2 separate regions of the Rattus norvegicus genome follow, and region 2 is linked to region 1. A link is a contact called in public Hi-C data. All regions are on one chromosome and are shown on one strand. Each heading gives the region's core, a stretch centred on a gene start, on an enhancer-like site or on the middle of the called end of the contact. The rest is flanking DNA. Distances are from core to core; before and after follow the strand shown. Region 1 holds the start of Exoc1 (exocyst complex component 1). Region 2 holds the start of Clock (clock circadian regulator).

The links. Hi-C and Micro-C count contacts between places; a contact is called where the count stands out from the background.
Region 2: a Hi-C map of liver shows a contact between it and region 1, with 2.4 times the contacts expected there. The contact joins the promoter of Clock here to the promoter of Exoc1 in region 1. A contact is called at or near these places in 4 of 12 Hi-C or Micro-C datasets (frontal cortex, liver, mammary epithelial cells and 1 more).

Annotation. Positions count from the first base shown.
Region 1 is chr14:32,010,017-32,017,955 of GRCr8, reverse strand. It overlaps Exoc1 (exocyst complex component 1), which reads left to right and starts at 3,829. Exons shown (of 18, transcript NM_001401332.1): 1 at 3,829-3,959; 2 at 6,951-7,084. The coding sequence starts at 6,961.
Region 2 is chr14:32,258,013-32,265,951 of GRCr8, reverse strand. It overlaps Clock (clock circadian regulator), which reads right to left and starts at 3,202. Exons shown (of 23, transcript NM_001389254.1): 1 at 3,065-3,202; 2 at 1,829-1,908.

The sequences.
Region 1 (7,939 bases), core at 2,580-5,079:
GAAGCAGGAGTGTGAGAATGAATTTACTCTGTGAAGAATGAAGAAGAGTGACTAGACTGTTTCCCAGAAGGAAGAATGTTGGAATGAACTTAATGCAAAATTATAATATTCACCACTTGTCTATGTGAAGGGATCTCATACAAGTTGCCCTACTACCCGACCTTTTGCCCCAACAGATCTGAAGGCTTGGGGTCTGTGATGGATAGAAGCGCTGTGTGAAATCTCCACAAAACCACAGTAAGAGTTGCTACACAGGTCCTCACTGTTCTGCAAGAGATGCTTTCTGAAGCAGGGAACAATTCCCTATAGGAAAATGAAGGTCATCTCTCATGAGGCGGATATATTAATAGTTCCACCAACTCCCCGGTGCACAGTTTTAGAAACAACCTGTTGAAGTATGAAAATGGCATACTTGGGGTTGGGGATTTAGCTCAGTGGTAGAGCGCTTGCCTAGGAAGCGCAAGGCCCTGGGTTCGGTCCCCAGCTCCGAAAAAAAGAACAAAAAAAAAAAAGAAAATGGCATACCGTCAAGTCAAGCAGGTTCAGAAAACACACATAATTTCGAGACCAGATAGTTCCCTAGCCATATAAGAGTTCTTTATGCCTACCAAATACAGAACTAAGGATTTGATTCTGCGCCATAGATGGGTTGACACATCACGTTAACTGATTAGTGACATTGAATTACTACTGTCTGTTACTCTCACTCAGGGATAGCTCTTAGAAATATTTGGTATACCCAGGGAATCTTTCCTTTCAGCAGAGGTCATATAGACATAATTTATTATTCATTTTTATGTAAAGGAAGGAGTGACCTGAAGCATTCTCTCATTAATTCAGCCAATGTCCACAATCACCAAAACTATAGCTTCCCCGATCACTATTACTTCAACCTACAAATCCTTTTTACAGCACCGTCAGGCTGAAGACAGAACTACAAAATCCCTGGACACCACTGTCTTAGTCAGTGTTCCACTGCTGGACACCTTGACCACAGCAACTCTTAAAAAGGAAGTCATTTAACTGGAACTTGCTTACAGATTCAGAGGTTTAGTCCATCGTCATCATGCCCGGTCATCTGAAGTGACTTGTGTAGGGATTTAAATCCAATAGACGGCATTAGCAGATAGAAGGGTGCAAAAGACTGGACTGGAGGGGGCACAGTCTTTGTGCTGTTAGCTCTTCAAATTCTTTCATTACATTTGCTGTTTCCAGCAACCTGTTCTGAAGAGGTTTTATTGAGCTCTGAACAAATGCAACACTTGTCCCCTTGTCCCTCATTCCTGTGTCAACACATCCTTGATGTGAGTGTAAGCTGAGACTCGCAGCTGTGCAATTTCAAACGTGGAGCAGTTAAAGATGGGGGTGTTATTAACTTTTGGTCAAAAGAAGGGACTGATATGCAAATATTCCTTTGTTCTTGCCTGTAGCAGACAGTTCAGAGATTCATAATGTTCTTTTTTTTTTCTTTTTTTTCTTTTTTCTTTTTTTCTGGAGCTGGGGACCGAACCCAGGGCCTTGTGCTTGCTAGGCAAGCGCTCTACCACTGAGCTAAATCCCCAATCCCTCATAATGTTCTTAAAAGGCCTTAGAGATTCAGAAAATATCCAAATATGGTGATGATCAACCAAAACTCCTCTTCTGACTGCATCTTTTTGTAATGTTTCATTTCTCCTCTCATTCCCGCCCTCCAGGGTCAAATCCCCAAACAGAGAAAAATCCAAGGGGAACAGAAGGAGAATTAATATAATTATTAAATATGATCTATTTTACTTTTTACATAAAATAGCTTATCTTTTATATAAATAGAACATAACTTATATAAGTATGTAATTAAATTAGTTAAGTATAAATATAATTTAATATAAACATTTTATTATCATTATTATTACTGCTGTTCTGTTATCCAAACAGAAATATCAGAGGTGGAGAAATAGATACACAAATCTGGAGTTCAGGAGAAGTCTAGCCTTCTAGAATACCACTCACTTCTCAACTCTGAGAATTGTAACATACGGGTAAAAAAAATCAATTAAAAAGACAAAATGACAGCAAAAAAAAAAAACAAAAACAAAAACAAAAAACCAACCCACAATCCACCCCCTCCCAAAAAACCACCCAATGGGATTGTCAGTTAAGACATCCAAGGCAAACCCTCTGGAGCTCAGAAGGAATGACATGAGAAATCTACCCAAATATAGAACTCGATCCTGTGAGATTGCTCTCAAATATCTTTGATTAGAAGATAATAATCTCAGTAACAAACAGGTCCCTATTTATTATTTCTCCTAGTTTTCCCAAAAGTCTATCTTTAGACAAATGGTGAAAATACTGTGCATAGCTCATCTCTCATTTTCTTAAGAAATCCATCCTGTGCGCCTAGTCCTAAAGAGATGTGATGTCCCAGGGTGGGTTGGGATCCAAGGGGGTCTTCCCCCTTCTCAGAGAAGGGGAGAATAAGGGAGAGACTTGGAGGTGGGGAATGAAAGGAGGGGCAGGCTGTGATTGGCATGTAAAGTGAATAAATAAATTAATGAGAAAAAACAGCAAAGAAGAGGGGTAAGGGGAGGGCGAGAGAGGGAGGGGGAAGGGGAGAAGGAGAAGGAGGGGGAGGAGGAAGAGGAAAAGGAGGAGGAGGAGAAGGAGAGGAGGAGGAGGAGAAGGAGGAGGAGAAGGAAGAGGAGGAGAGGAGGAGGAAGAGGAGGGGAGGGGAGGAAGAGGAGGAGGAAGAGGAGGAGGAAGAGGAGGAGGAAGAGGAAGAGGAGGAGGAAGAGAAGGAGAGGAGGAGGAAGAGGAGGAGAGGAGGAGGAGGAGGAGGAGGAGGAGGAGGAGATGATCATCCTGGTAGAGTATGTTATCCTGCCTTCGCAATCACCTTTTCTAGTTCTACCTCATTATGAACTCATTCAGTATAGAATTAAAGCTTGAATGGCCTTTGTACCTGGAAATCAAAGTTCCCAGCACTCAATCCCTGCCAGGGATGTGGCCTAAATGAATCACTTGTCTTATAGCTCACAATCTTGGCATCATTCATGCCTCTCACACTGAAACAAGTATCACCTTTAAAACAAAGATTCTGTTTCAGTATCTGATGTGAGCCGGCGGGTGCAGTTTCTAAAAAGCACCCAGGAAGGTCTGCGCAGTCCGCCCGGTAGAGTATGAAGTGCGTAAGTGACATGGTTCTAGACCTAAACACGTTATGGGAATTAAGTGGGGAGAAATTAAGGATACTAGTGATGTCTAGGTTCCTCTCCCAGAGATTCTGACTTAACTCATTGAAGTGCTCCGAAGAATCTAGAGTTAACAGGATTTTACATATGCAAAGGAGAAAACATTTAATGAGCTCTCAAATGATTTGCCACAAATATCAGAATGGGTACATCTAGAAAAAGAAAATACCACCATTATCAACTCCTCTAATCAGTGGTTATCTATGCTAGTGGTTCTCAACTTTCCTAATGCTGCAACCCTTTAATACATTTCCTCATGCTGCAGTGGGTCCCAACCATTAAACTATTTCATTTCTATTTTATAACTGTAATTTTGCTGCTGTTATCAATTGTAATGTAAATATCTGATATATGGGATATCTGATATGTGACCCCTATGAAGGGATCATTTGACCGCGAAAGACCCACAGGTTGAGAACCACCAGTCTACGAGCTTGCGGGTTCGGTCCTTGCCTTTTCCACGCCCACTGTCTGGCCCGGTCCCACCCATCAAGGCAACGTTCGACCTCCTCCAAGTCCATTGGTCAATCTGTTCCCTTCCATTGTCTCCGTTTCCGGCTCCACAAGATCAACTTCCGGTACAGAGCGGCACGTGACCGGATACGGGAAGTGGCGGCTTCTGGCCGCTTCTTTTCCCAGCTCAATGAAAAGCGTTTCATAGCTGCTCTTGCTGCCGGCGCCCTTGTAGAGTCCGTCTTGGAGCACCAACCTCGGCCGGCCGGCCTCGCGGTAAGCTTCCGGCCGGGGACCGGCGGTCCTGGAGGTGGTAGCCTAAGTGGAGGCAGTGTTCAATCTGCGTCAGGTCGGCCACTCCCAAGTGACACGGCCCACCCACCCTGCTGCCCTCCAGGGCTGCAGAACCGCTGCTGCAGAGCCCGGACTGAGTCCTTACTTCTTCCTGTCCTGGGCTCTGGGAGAAGACGGAGCCCGGAGGCAGCCTAGGGTCAGTCCTCAGTTCCGCCCATCCGGGACAGATTTCATTTTTGCCAAATTAGCGTGGTTTGGGAGAGGAGAACGTGACCTGGCTTCTGCCGGTCCAAATCAACAAATATGTCCTTATAAATCTTAAAAGGGCGTTGCCCAGCCTCTGAGCAGTTTTCGTTTTTTGGATGACAAGTCTTGAGATGTCACTGCAGTAGATGGGCCCAACCCACTAAGGCACTTGCACTGACACACAGTGTAATGATGGCCCTATCAAGGTGCAGGAAGTAAGATACGCGATGAACAGAGGTTAGCTGCCTCTGTAACGGGCAGCCTTGAGGTTTTAGAAGGCGAAGAACTAAAGAGAACCCAGAATATGGGCGTGGGTTTTAGACTTGGTAAATAGTTGTGAAGGCCACTATTAATAATACTGGCATAATATAAAGTTCTGTATAAACATTGGAGAATTCATCACTAACCCCAAAGAAGACTGACTGTTACAATTCTACATCATCCCATTCATGTCTTTCAGATTCTCCACTATACCCCCAGAGTGCTACCTGGCACTTAGTGAATAGTAATATTTGTTGAATTACGTCTAATTTCTTTTATGAGTTATAACCAGTCCTCTGCTGTTTGGCTGTTTACCATGCACGGAGTCTTTAGTATGGTGAATATTGGCCTGAGTTAATTGTTCTGTTTACCAGTTTTTACTGTTTCAATAAAACAGGTTACACCAAGAGGTTGTAGTAAGTACCCAACACACAAACCTGTGTTAGAGCACCCTCCCTCCTCCTCTTCCTCCTCCTCCTCCTCCTCCTCCTCCTCTTCCTCCTCTTCCTCCTCTTCCTCCTCCTCTTCCTCTTCTTCCTCTTCCTCCTCCTCCTCCTCTTCTTCCTCCTCCTCTTCTTCCTCCTCCTCCTCCCAAGAGATGACTGTGGAGACCTAGGAGATGATACTCATGTCCCCATTAGATAGCAAGCACTTGTCTCGTAAATACAGTAAGTGCTCTAGACATTTGCATGGGAAGAGCAATGAGGATTAAGACTTTTACTGAGTCAGCTTCATCCAAATGGAGAAATGTACGTTTGAATAGGGAAAAGATAATCTGGCCTGCATGGGAAAGTGCTTAACCAAAGATTTCAAGTCAGAAACAACACAGTGCTTTGAATGCAAGGCATGGCTTGAGAACAGTGGTATAATGAGGACTGGTTTAAAGTTATTTACTAGTTTTTCAGGGAACTTGTAGAAACTTTAAAAAAAGAAAAAGGTAACAGGTGCTATTACTTAAAGGCAGTAAATCTTGGTTGCTTGGTAGCCAGATGGGGGAAAAGTAAATTATATGTAGATGGAGAAGTCACTGCGTACGCTAACAGATTTCACGTTGGCATGGAGGAAGCAATGAACTAGGGCAGAGTTTGAGTCTGGGTTGTTTTCTTATAGATTCAAAAGTTGGAAAGAGGTAACTTGGAGGGAACTATCCCTGGTCTGTTGTTGAGTGCAACAGTATTTCCCTAAATGTTTACTAAGCACTCGCTGTGTGCCTCGTGGCAAATGCTAGGAATATAAAGATGGATAAGATGAGATCCTTGCCGAGAGAGAACTGCTTTTAGTAGGGTCTAGAGTGCACTAGCTAGAAAACACTGGTTGGAGAGCTGCTGCCAGTAGAGGTAAGCTGGGGAACAGAAGAGGAGGAAGGCTTCAAAGAAGATGCAGTGTGTTATCAGAATGGTTGAGGGTGAGTTGGAATTTGCAGTGACAAGAATTTCAGAATGAGGAAAATAGTGAACAAAGCCCAGAGACAGTACAGTAAACTGCAGTGTCCACTTGAGTTTGAGGATAGGATAGAGTATCGCTTTAATGTCACACCTGGGCCCTAGGGCACATTAAGGGGTGTGCCACAAGCTAGAGTCATCTGAAAGAAGGAAACCGCCATTGAGAAAATGCCCCCGTAAGATCCAGCTGAAGGGCATTTTTTAAATCCGTGGTTGACGGGGGCTGGATCATAACAGCAGTTGCATGCCTGACTTGCAGAAGGGACTGCAGGACTGTTCTAAAGCCTCCCTGCCATTTGTGATCCTCCCAGCTGGGTGGGGGAGGCCCCTTCCTCATTGCTTACTGCTGTGTGTCCTGTGGGTTTTTAGCCTTCCCAGCAGTTGAAAGTAGGATTCTTGCCGCAGATGTCAGTCGTATTTCCCAAGTGGTTGATGGTATGAAACCTTTTGGGTTTCTGGTGTGCATCTTTGCAATAGGCAAAGGGCGGCTGCACATGTTTTTCCTTAGCACCATCCACGCCCCCTTTTCTTGTGCGTGGTCTCTCACCAGATTGGCGCTCCAACCATAGGTGAAGTTGTCTGCTCAGTGCACTCCAGGGATCTGCTTGTCTCTGCCTCCCCAGCATGAGGTTGCAGGCAGGCTTCCCCATGCACTGCTTGTTAAATGAGTTCTGGAAACTAACAAGATTGGACTTGTGTCCTCCAATTACTAGGAAACACTTTTCCAACAGAGCTGTCGCCCCAGCTCTATACCGAACATTTTTTCTATATTTATTGGCTTTTTGCACGTGTCTCTGTGTGTATGCTTGCATATATGTATATATGGGTGTGTGTGTGTGTGTGTGTGTGTACTGGTTTCTCTGATTTCATTTCCAAACTTGAAGCTCCATGCTTCTATGTTATAGATGTATTAATATGTTTATGTATTTATTAAGAATTTATCATTCGAGTCATAAATGGAACACTATGAGGGGGGCGGTGCTTTTGTGAATTAGCTCAACACCTTCTCCTAAATGCTTTTCAGCTGAGAGAAGATGACAGCAATCAAGCACGCACTACAGAGAGACATCTTCACGCCCAACGACGAACGCCTGCTGAGCATCGTGAATGTCTGCAAAGCAGGCAAAAAGAAAAAGAACTGTTTTCTGTGTGCCACAGGTCGGTGTTTATTCAGCAAAAATGTGTACTAGATACTTCAGATTTTATTGTGTTTTGGTCGGGATTGCTTTTAAGCTATCATTTAAGTTGTAGGGACTTGCGTTTTTTAATGATGTTTGTTTCCATGAATATGCTTATTTTCTGTGTTGGTAAGCCTTGCTACTTTCTTTTTAAAGTTTTGCACCTTTTTATATTTGTTACAAGGTATTCTTACGTCTGTGTGCTGTTACCAGTTATAATGTAAGATATGATGAAACAAAATTGTATCTTTTTTAAATACACTGTTAGCAATATACTGGTTTAAGACTTTGCTTCCATGTTCTTTATTTGTGTGTAGTTTTCCTCTTGCTACCTTCAGCTGGTTAGCCATAGTTATTAAATAACCAGTGCGTGCCCCTTGCCTTCTCACTAGAATGGTTGTGTGCTTGGAGTTATTCTCTTCTTGAAAACTTTGCAGGAGAAGCAGGTGGCAGTGCTGGACCAGTGTGGGGAGGTGGGGTGATGACACATTTTTGCCCAGCAAGTGCAGTTTAGTGGACATCTTTTCCAAATATTCCTAATCCTGTTACCCTTTAACACAGTTCCTCATGTTGTGGTGACCCCAATCATAACGTTTTTCTTGCTGCTTCGTAACTGTAATTTTGTTTTTATATATCTGTTTTCCGATGGTCTTATGTGGCCCCCAGGTTGAGGACCTCTCCTTTAGTCCGTTTGGGTATGTTAAGGTCTTTAAGAGAGTATTGGGGGTTTGTTGTTTGTTGTTTGGAAAGCCATTGCTTTTTAAATGTATCAGCATTCATTTCAGATCCAAACTCCATTCTGTTGCCAGTCATGTTTTGAAAGTAGAAACTAGAG
Region 2 (7,939 bases), core at 1,953-4,452, 250 kb before region 1:
TGGGCCAGTCTGAACTACATGCTAGTAAGACTTCCCAACACAATGCCCACTCCCCCAGAAAAACTTACCATAAAAAAAAATCAATTCAATTCAAATAAGGCTAAAGTGGACATATTTATAAATTCATAGAAAAAGATACAGAAAGCTACACACCCAATTGTTAATAGTTATTCTGGAGAAAGACACGAGGTAGAAACAGAAATATATATCCAGTGCTGTGACAAATACCTGTCATCCTAATACTCAGGAAGCTGAGGCAGGAGAGGCAGGAGGATTATCATGAGTTCAAGGCCAGTCTAGACGACATATTAATTTCCATTGCAGCCTACATTACTACAGCATGAGAGCCTATCTCAACCACAACAAAAATGAAAGACAGCGTTCATTTTATAGAATTCACGTTAAAAAGTTTGGAGAAGAGCTACATACATGACGTTCAAATGAAAAATAAATGCCATTTTGCACTGGAGTGACTCTCACATACCTGCATCAAACACAAACATCCTGGCTTACAAAATGAAAAATACTAGTGAGTACATGCTATGTAAATAGTTCCCAGAGAATATTATCATCACTAGAGGGAGTTTTTGAGTATTCCCTCCCTAAAATTGCATCCACTCTCACACAGCCTTTCAACCTTAGCCCTGCTGCCACAGTTAGCGCCTGTTAACATCATTAATATACGCTTACTCAATCATCACAAACTGTTTAGTTTTACATTTATCCTGGATTTTGTTTTCCTTAAGAAATAACCACATACACATGTGCCTACTCACATATCTACACTCACATATACAAACATACTCATACACTCACACACTCAAACACAAACACACACACACACACACACACACACACACACACACACACACACGTTTATATTTCACTGGGGTTCCTGTCTGACTTCTTTAAAGAAAATAATAGCTTCCCACCAGAAAAGCACACTAAGCTGAACAAACTGGTTTATTACCATTGTAAATAGAATGTTCAAACGTTGAGGTAGGGATTGACAAAAGGAAAAAATATAAAAGTATATAGTTTTTAAAAATATAAATGGGAGACACTCTACTACCAAAGCAGCACAACCCAACCCTAACAGCAAATGCAGCTCTCACTGAATATTAGCAATCAAACAACCTTTACAGCTTTGAATTTGCGCATGACTTCAGCATCGTAAAGGGTGCACAACAATCAAATTCATCCTAAACCTTTCTCCAGTTTATTTTTCAAATTAAGAGAAAAAAATACTAAGAATGATCAAATTCCCTATAAAATAAGTTTATGAATCCATAAAACATTAAAAAATAAGATTATAAGCACATAAAGCATTTATGTTCCACCCTTTCCTCTTCAAATCACTTCTCTTTCCTATAATTACTGGGTTTCTAGTATTATTCTAGGACTTCCTTATACTAAAGAGCAATACAGACTATACGTAGTCTATATACACAGACAGAGACATATAGAGACTATATATAGTTACGACACTCTCCCTCAACACATACAATAGCACACAATTCACAGTTCTACGTCTTGGTTTTTTTTTTAAACTATATGGCAATTTTTTGTGTCATTTTTCATAGGTGACTATGCTAGTCCTTCAAGCTAACCAATGACATGCCAGTCAGTAAATTGCTTGGCACATGGTTTCTTTCTCCTAAGATTTTAAAACAAAGCAGATCTGAAGTGTACCGTGGGATTCAGAGACAGCCACGAATTAAGTTATATCTTATTCATTTCTTTTCAATCGGATATGAAAAGGGATGGTCTGCAATCTTTTTTCTCTAATAGCTGTTAAAGCTACAACAATGCAATCGAGGGAAATTACCTTTCCGGTGAGTTCGGGATATCGGTGCCCTAGTCAAATCAACAATGCCTATAAAAGTTTCTTCTTGTGCTTTTCGTTCACTGCAACAGAAAACACCGAGGTTTGTTGTTGCTGTTGTTTTTAAAACGTCTACAAAGCCTTCAAGTTTTGTATGGTTCTGCATTGTAATACCAAAACACCATGACCTGAACTGTCATCTGTCACGTCAGACACCAAAAGCTCTCTCTTCCTTAATCTTTCAGGATTCTGCTGACTACCTCGGACTTCCACGGCAGCAGAAAACACCCACAGGAATATAAACTTCGTGGCACTACTACTGGTACCGGGAGAGCCAGGACCACATCCAGAGCGGCCAGCTCCACAGGCAGAGCGTGGCCCGGCGCGGCGCACGCGGCTCAAGTTGGACGCCCGGGGCCCAGCGCAGCCCGCGGACCGAGCCCCGGAACCACGACCACTAACGGAACCAGCCCTGGGCGGCGGCGGCGGCCGCTCGGACCGTGGATCGCGGCGCGCGCCGGTCGCCGCGAGGGCGGGGGCTCGGCGGAGGAGCTGGCCGCCCCAGCGCCCCATTGGGCGCCGCTCCAAACGTGCCCGAGTGGTGACAGGAATAAAGTGGGTCACAAGGCCTAGCGGGTCCCGGGCGCGAGCGCTCTCCGCGGCCGACTCGGCCTGCCCCGCGCTGCACCGCGCCCAATCTCAAGCGCGCAGCGGCCTCAGCGGCCCTGGGCCGCGGAACCCACCGCGCCCCCCTGCCCCGCAGGTAACCCCGGCGGCCCCGCGACACTTGGCGCAGGCCCCGCTGAGCGCGACTCCCTGGAGCTTCGCGCTCTACGCGTCGCCGGACACCGGCCGCGGCTCCGGCCTCCCAGTCTGGCTGCCGCCCCCCGCCCCAGCCCCAGCCCCGACCCCACACGCTGCCCCCCGCGCCCTCCCGCGTCCTCACCGTGCGGCCGCCTGAAGCTCCGGCTTCCTCCCTCCCCCGCCCGGGACTCTGCCCGCCGGGGCTCACGACTGCCAAGCTGCGATAACCGGGAAACGCCACGACTCCGGGAGCAAGCAGCACCCGGGGCGGCGAGTGCGCGCCCCCGACCCACCCCTCAAAATTCGCCGCTACTGCCGCGCTCCTCCCCCTCCCAGCCTTCCCCTCCTCCACCGGCTCCGGGAGCACGCATGCGCCGCCCAGGCCAGCCTTCCGCCGCGCGTCCGGCCGAGGCCCACCCGGTGGGGCGCACTTACCGGGAGCGCGCGCGCGGCGGCGGCCAGATTTCCTTCGCGCTCTCGCCGTCCGGGATTTCCTCTCTCCAGCCGGTAGCCGCCAGCCCAGTCCGTGATTGCGCTCCCTCCCGGCGCATGCGTCGTGGGCGCAGGGCTCCGCAGCGGGCCGAGCTCTGCACTCGCCCCTCCCCTCGCGGCCGCCTTCCCAGCGCGCCGGGCGCGCATGCGACTTTCCCCGTTAGGCAGCCCCTTGCCGCGCCGCCCCGCGCTATTCCTGGGGATTCCGGGTGCCCGAGGAAACCCCACTCTGCAGGTCGGCGAGAGCTCCCTCCGCGGCCGCAGAGGGAAGCCAGCTGGGATGTCCTGAGCCCCCTTCTCGGCGCAGGCCGGGAGGCGCGGCCTAGCGGAGGGTGCGGCCGCCCGCAGCGGCTAGGGCGGCTCGCGGTTCCCCGAGATGCGGCGCTCCCTACTAGTGGGAGCCGCGGGCTGGAGTGGTTCCTCTCTCCCTGGGAAAGCAAAGAGCTTGGCCCACGCCAAGTTAGAATTCTCCAGCCCGAAGCTCGGCTTCCTCTCCTGGAAGTGCGTGGGCTGCCTGGGACTCGGTTTCCTGGCTCCTAAAGACACACTAGACTGGCGGCTCCTGGGAGATAGTTTTGGAAGACCCAAGTGACCTCGGCTGTAGCCGAGAAGCAAAAGGTCGGGATGTGTTTGCTCCTTTTATGAAAAGGCAAGAGACACTTCAAAAAGATGAGCACGGCGCTAGGGATGAACTAGGACCCTAGTTTACACTGGTTTCTTAGCCACTGCACCCGAATTAATGGGGAAGAAGTCCGTAGAGCCCTAATTCATAGCAATTTCTTTTAAAAATCAACTTGGACATCAAACAGAAGGCATTAACCTATACTCTTTAACTCCAAAAATCCTCTCTCCAGGGTAATGTCTATCTCAATGATAATTAAGTTCTTGATGTATATTCGGGGGGAAAGAAACCTTCAAAACTAGGGAAATTAGCTCCATTCTCCCCAGCAGTGTGAACTCAGAGGAAGGAGAATCCTCAAATTCCTGGCTACGTAGCCAGAACCCTGTCAGGAGAACTTTTCCTTGGTGCATTCATTCTTCGTTCGTTTCGCCATTGAAGGCTCTTAATGCACAATTCCTGCTGTCCGAATTCATCTGCTACTCGGGTTCATTGACTTTACCCATTCTCCTCTCAATCCTTGTGGTCCAGGCAGGACACTGGAGGAGGAGACCTTGGGTTCTCTGTTTCAGATTGGCAATTACTGCCAAGAAGACTGTTTTCCAAGGAGTTTGGTTCCGAAAAAGATAAAATCTTTTCTTGTGTGACTAGTGAAAGAGCAGGCACCATGAAGGGAAAAACCAGAAAACAGATGAAAAGATAGTGAAGTAGCCTGGATGCATGAGCGCTGCAATCGATGTGGGCTAGATTCCCTTGGAAATTTCAGTTAATCAATAAATTCCTGAATGTGTTTGTTTTATTGCTTAAAACCAATAAGAGCTTTTCTGCCACCTACAAGTCAACGTCTTGATCACTGGTAGGTAGTAAAGGATGGGGTGGAGGTAAGGTTAATAAGGTAACCTATTTGGTTACAGCCAAACGAATTTGAATGCTTTTCCTAGGTCGGATGTTTTGGGTTTTATTTAGTTTCTTTTTCTATTCTAGCTCCTCTAGTACTTATACATACACATGCATATACATATACATATACATATACATATACATATACATATACATATACATATACATATACATATACATCTTCAAGATGACCTTTGCCCCCTTTAATGGTTTCATTGTCCTCTTAGTCACCTGTGACTCCTCCCTCGCTCACATTCTCTGTTTAATTATTTACCAAGACTTGGTGATAATCCCTTGACTTTCTGCTCAGTCCTGTCACTGTTTGACTATTTCCCACGGTTCAGTTTACAACTTTTCCCCCATTAAAAAAAAGTTTCTTTTACTCCCCAACTTTCACACACTGCGTTTCCAGCAAACAGCTTCGCCTCTTAAATCCTAAATCTAGGCTCCCAATTCCAAACCACTGCCTTAAACGCCCTGTGCCTTGCTGCCATTTAAACTGTTTCCAGTCCTCTTTTCAGCTGCCTTTTCATCAAGTTACTCATCTGTAAAAACTGTAAGCTGCAGATAACAGTCTCCATCCCCAGAACCATGAAGAGGCAGCTGGGTTTCTATCCACACTGCCTGCTATGTAAATCCCATCTCAAGTATTGGCCACTTTCAGTTTTGAAATTAAAGTATAATTACATCATTTCCCCTTCCCTCTACCTCCTCGAGTCCTTCCCAACCTATTTCTCTAATTTAGTGCGTGTGTATTCCCAAACATAAGCATACAGCCCACTTGGTTTGTATAATGTCTCTTGATATCGGATAACCAATTTAAGGGCTCTCCTCTAGGGAAGACTGCCACTAACACTTTCCGATTTTAGCATTCCTTAGTTGTCTGTAGTTTTGTCAGAGGTTTACCCCTTCCATGTTAGCTATGTTTGAGACTTCAAACCTCCCTCTGTGTCTGTATTACAGTCTCTCTGCCTCTTCATCCTCTATGGCCCTAAGCCTTAGGTACAGAAACTGTTGTAGATGAGCAGTGGGAGCTGGGCACCACCCGTCACCTGTTCTCTGCATTTTGAGGTGGTTTTCTGTAATGGCCTCCGTTTGTTTTGGAAAAGTCTCTTTGATGAGGGGTGAGATCTGTCCTTATCTGTGAGCATAGTGGGCGTACGGATCAGGATTTAGAATGTAGTTAGAAATGACTGGGCTGGCGATGTGGCAGCTGTAGGTTCTCCTTCAGGATCCATGACATCACCAGCACCAGGCAGTTGGCTGGGTTTCCAATCCTGGGAACCGTTTCCTTCTTGTTGTGTGGGCCTTAAGCCCAAGGAAGGAGCTATGGAGCTGTTGGGATTCGGCCAATGTTTGTGAACCACAATTGCATTCTTGGGGATACTGTTTGGCAGTTTTTAAAATCCAGTTTCCTCCCATGATCTTAGCTGTCTTCTTTGTTCAACCTTTCCCTAGTTGCATATGTTCCACTAATCACAAAGTAATGTCTGCTCTTCCATAACCCATTCACGACTGCCACCAACACTCCTAGCCTTAGCATATTTTTACATGAGTTGGAAGATCCAGGCATGCAATAGTTCTGTCGAGGTGTTTAAATCCCATGGCTCTATTATTCAGATTCTTTCCAGTCTTTTTAACAGAGGGACTTTCAGTAATAATATATGTGGCATTACGGAATTCATGTCAAAAGTATAGGCTTTGGATGTCACTATTGCCTTAAGCTGGGGGATACTGAAAGCCAAGGCGCTTCGGAGAGTTACCCACAGGATCTAAGGATGAGAGTTTGGGAGAACGGTGGCTCTAGGTGGTGAGGATGATGGCTGTCCACCTTTACAGTCTGCCGCTGGGTCCCTGGGAATGGTTACATTGACGCAGGCATTTGCCTGCAGTATGTCCCCCCTTCAGTCTTCATACACATATGTCCCATTAGCTACTTGATGTCTCAAGTATGCCCCTAAAACAAGAATGCATTGCTATCTTGGGTGGTTAACAGTGGTACTCACTTGTAATCCGTGCAGGGCCCTGTCTTTATAAAAGAAGGAGAAAGTACATGTGAGAGCAGTCACAGAGCTCCTTCTGTGCATCCACGTGCTTAATCACGGCCACAATGCCTTATTTGGTCTGCCCCATGCCTGCCCTCCAGTCTCACAGCCTACCATTTGCTCCTGTAACATTCCAGAAACGTCTTTCCGATTCCTGGCTGATCCCTGCCCACGACAGGCTTTGACAGAGGCAGCAGCACTGCGAACCTCCGCCTAGAAGCTGCTACACCTATTCTTAAGCCTCCTCCTCAACCCGCAAGTGTCGGCATAGGATTTAAGTATTTCTACTCATCTGTCTACGCAGTACCCAGTTTCTTATTTACTCTTTCTCCCATAATATATTACTTGCATACATCTGATTAATGTATGTTCTGTGTCTTACTTCAACCATCTCCCCTACCAGATGATTCACTACTTTATTACTACTTAGAGCATGGATTTCAATACCTGAGGTGACTAAGTGACTGAGATTAGCGGTAAAGCCTACTGGGAAGGGTTTTCTGTCCCCAACTAAGATTGGAGGCAGATGGTCAAAAAGTAGTTTTAGATGTACATAACGCAAAGGAGGGATAAACTGGGATTCATTGGGGAAGATCATGTGACCAGTAGTGCTGTCCTAATAGTGTTCCATAAGAATGTGGACACTACTGTAGGTAAAAAACCTCCCTATATAAGACCGTGTGGCTGTAATAAAGTTACCACCTAAGAATGTGTGTCACTCTACCACCCGGGTAGGAGTCTGAGACACTAGAATACATGCTGCTATGAGACTGTGCAGCCCTGCGGAGAAAGCCAACGCCTGTGTAATATACGTGACATGGACTAGAGGATGAGACCACCAGTATATGGTGTGCAGTGAAGTCCAAAGTAGGGAGCAAAGAGTACCGAGTATCTCACCTTCTAAGTAACCACCAATACATGATTCCGGAAACGACCTCCTGCTCCTGCTCCTCCGTGTGCGTGCCTGTGTGCATGCATGTGCTTAAGAGTGTGCTCACTGGGGATCAGAGCACTCTACCCATGAACCTCCATTTATTGACTCATTCTGAGACAAGTCTCAATATGTAGCCCAGGCTGGCCTCAAACTTGTGTTCTCCTACCTCTGTATGTCTGAAGCCATGTCTTCTTGGGTTTTTAGACAATAGTGTCTTTTTCTTTCCTCCCCTTTCACCCCATTTCATGAAAAGTAACTATGGCTTCAGTAGCAGCACTTGGAGAAATTGAAGGTGTCCCTAGACTTCGGAGTCTAGAGGA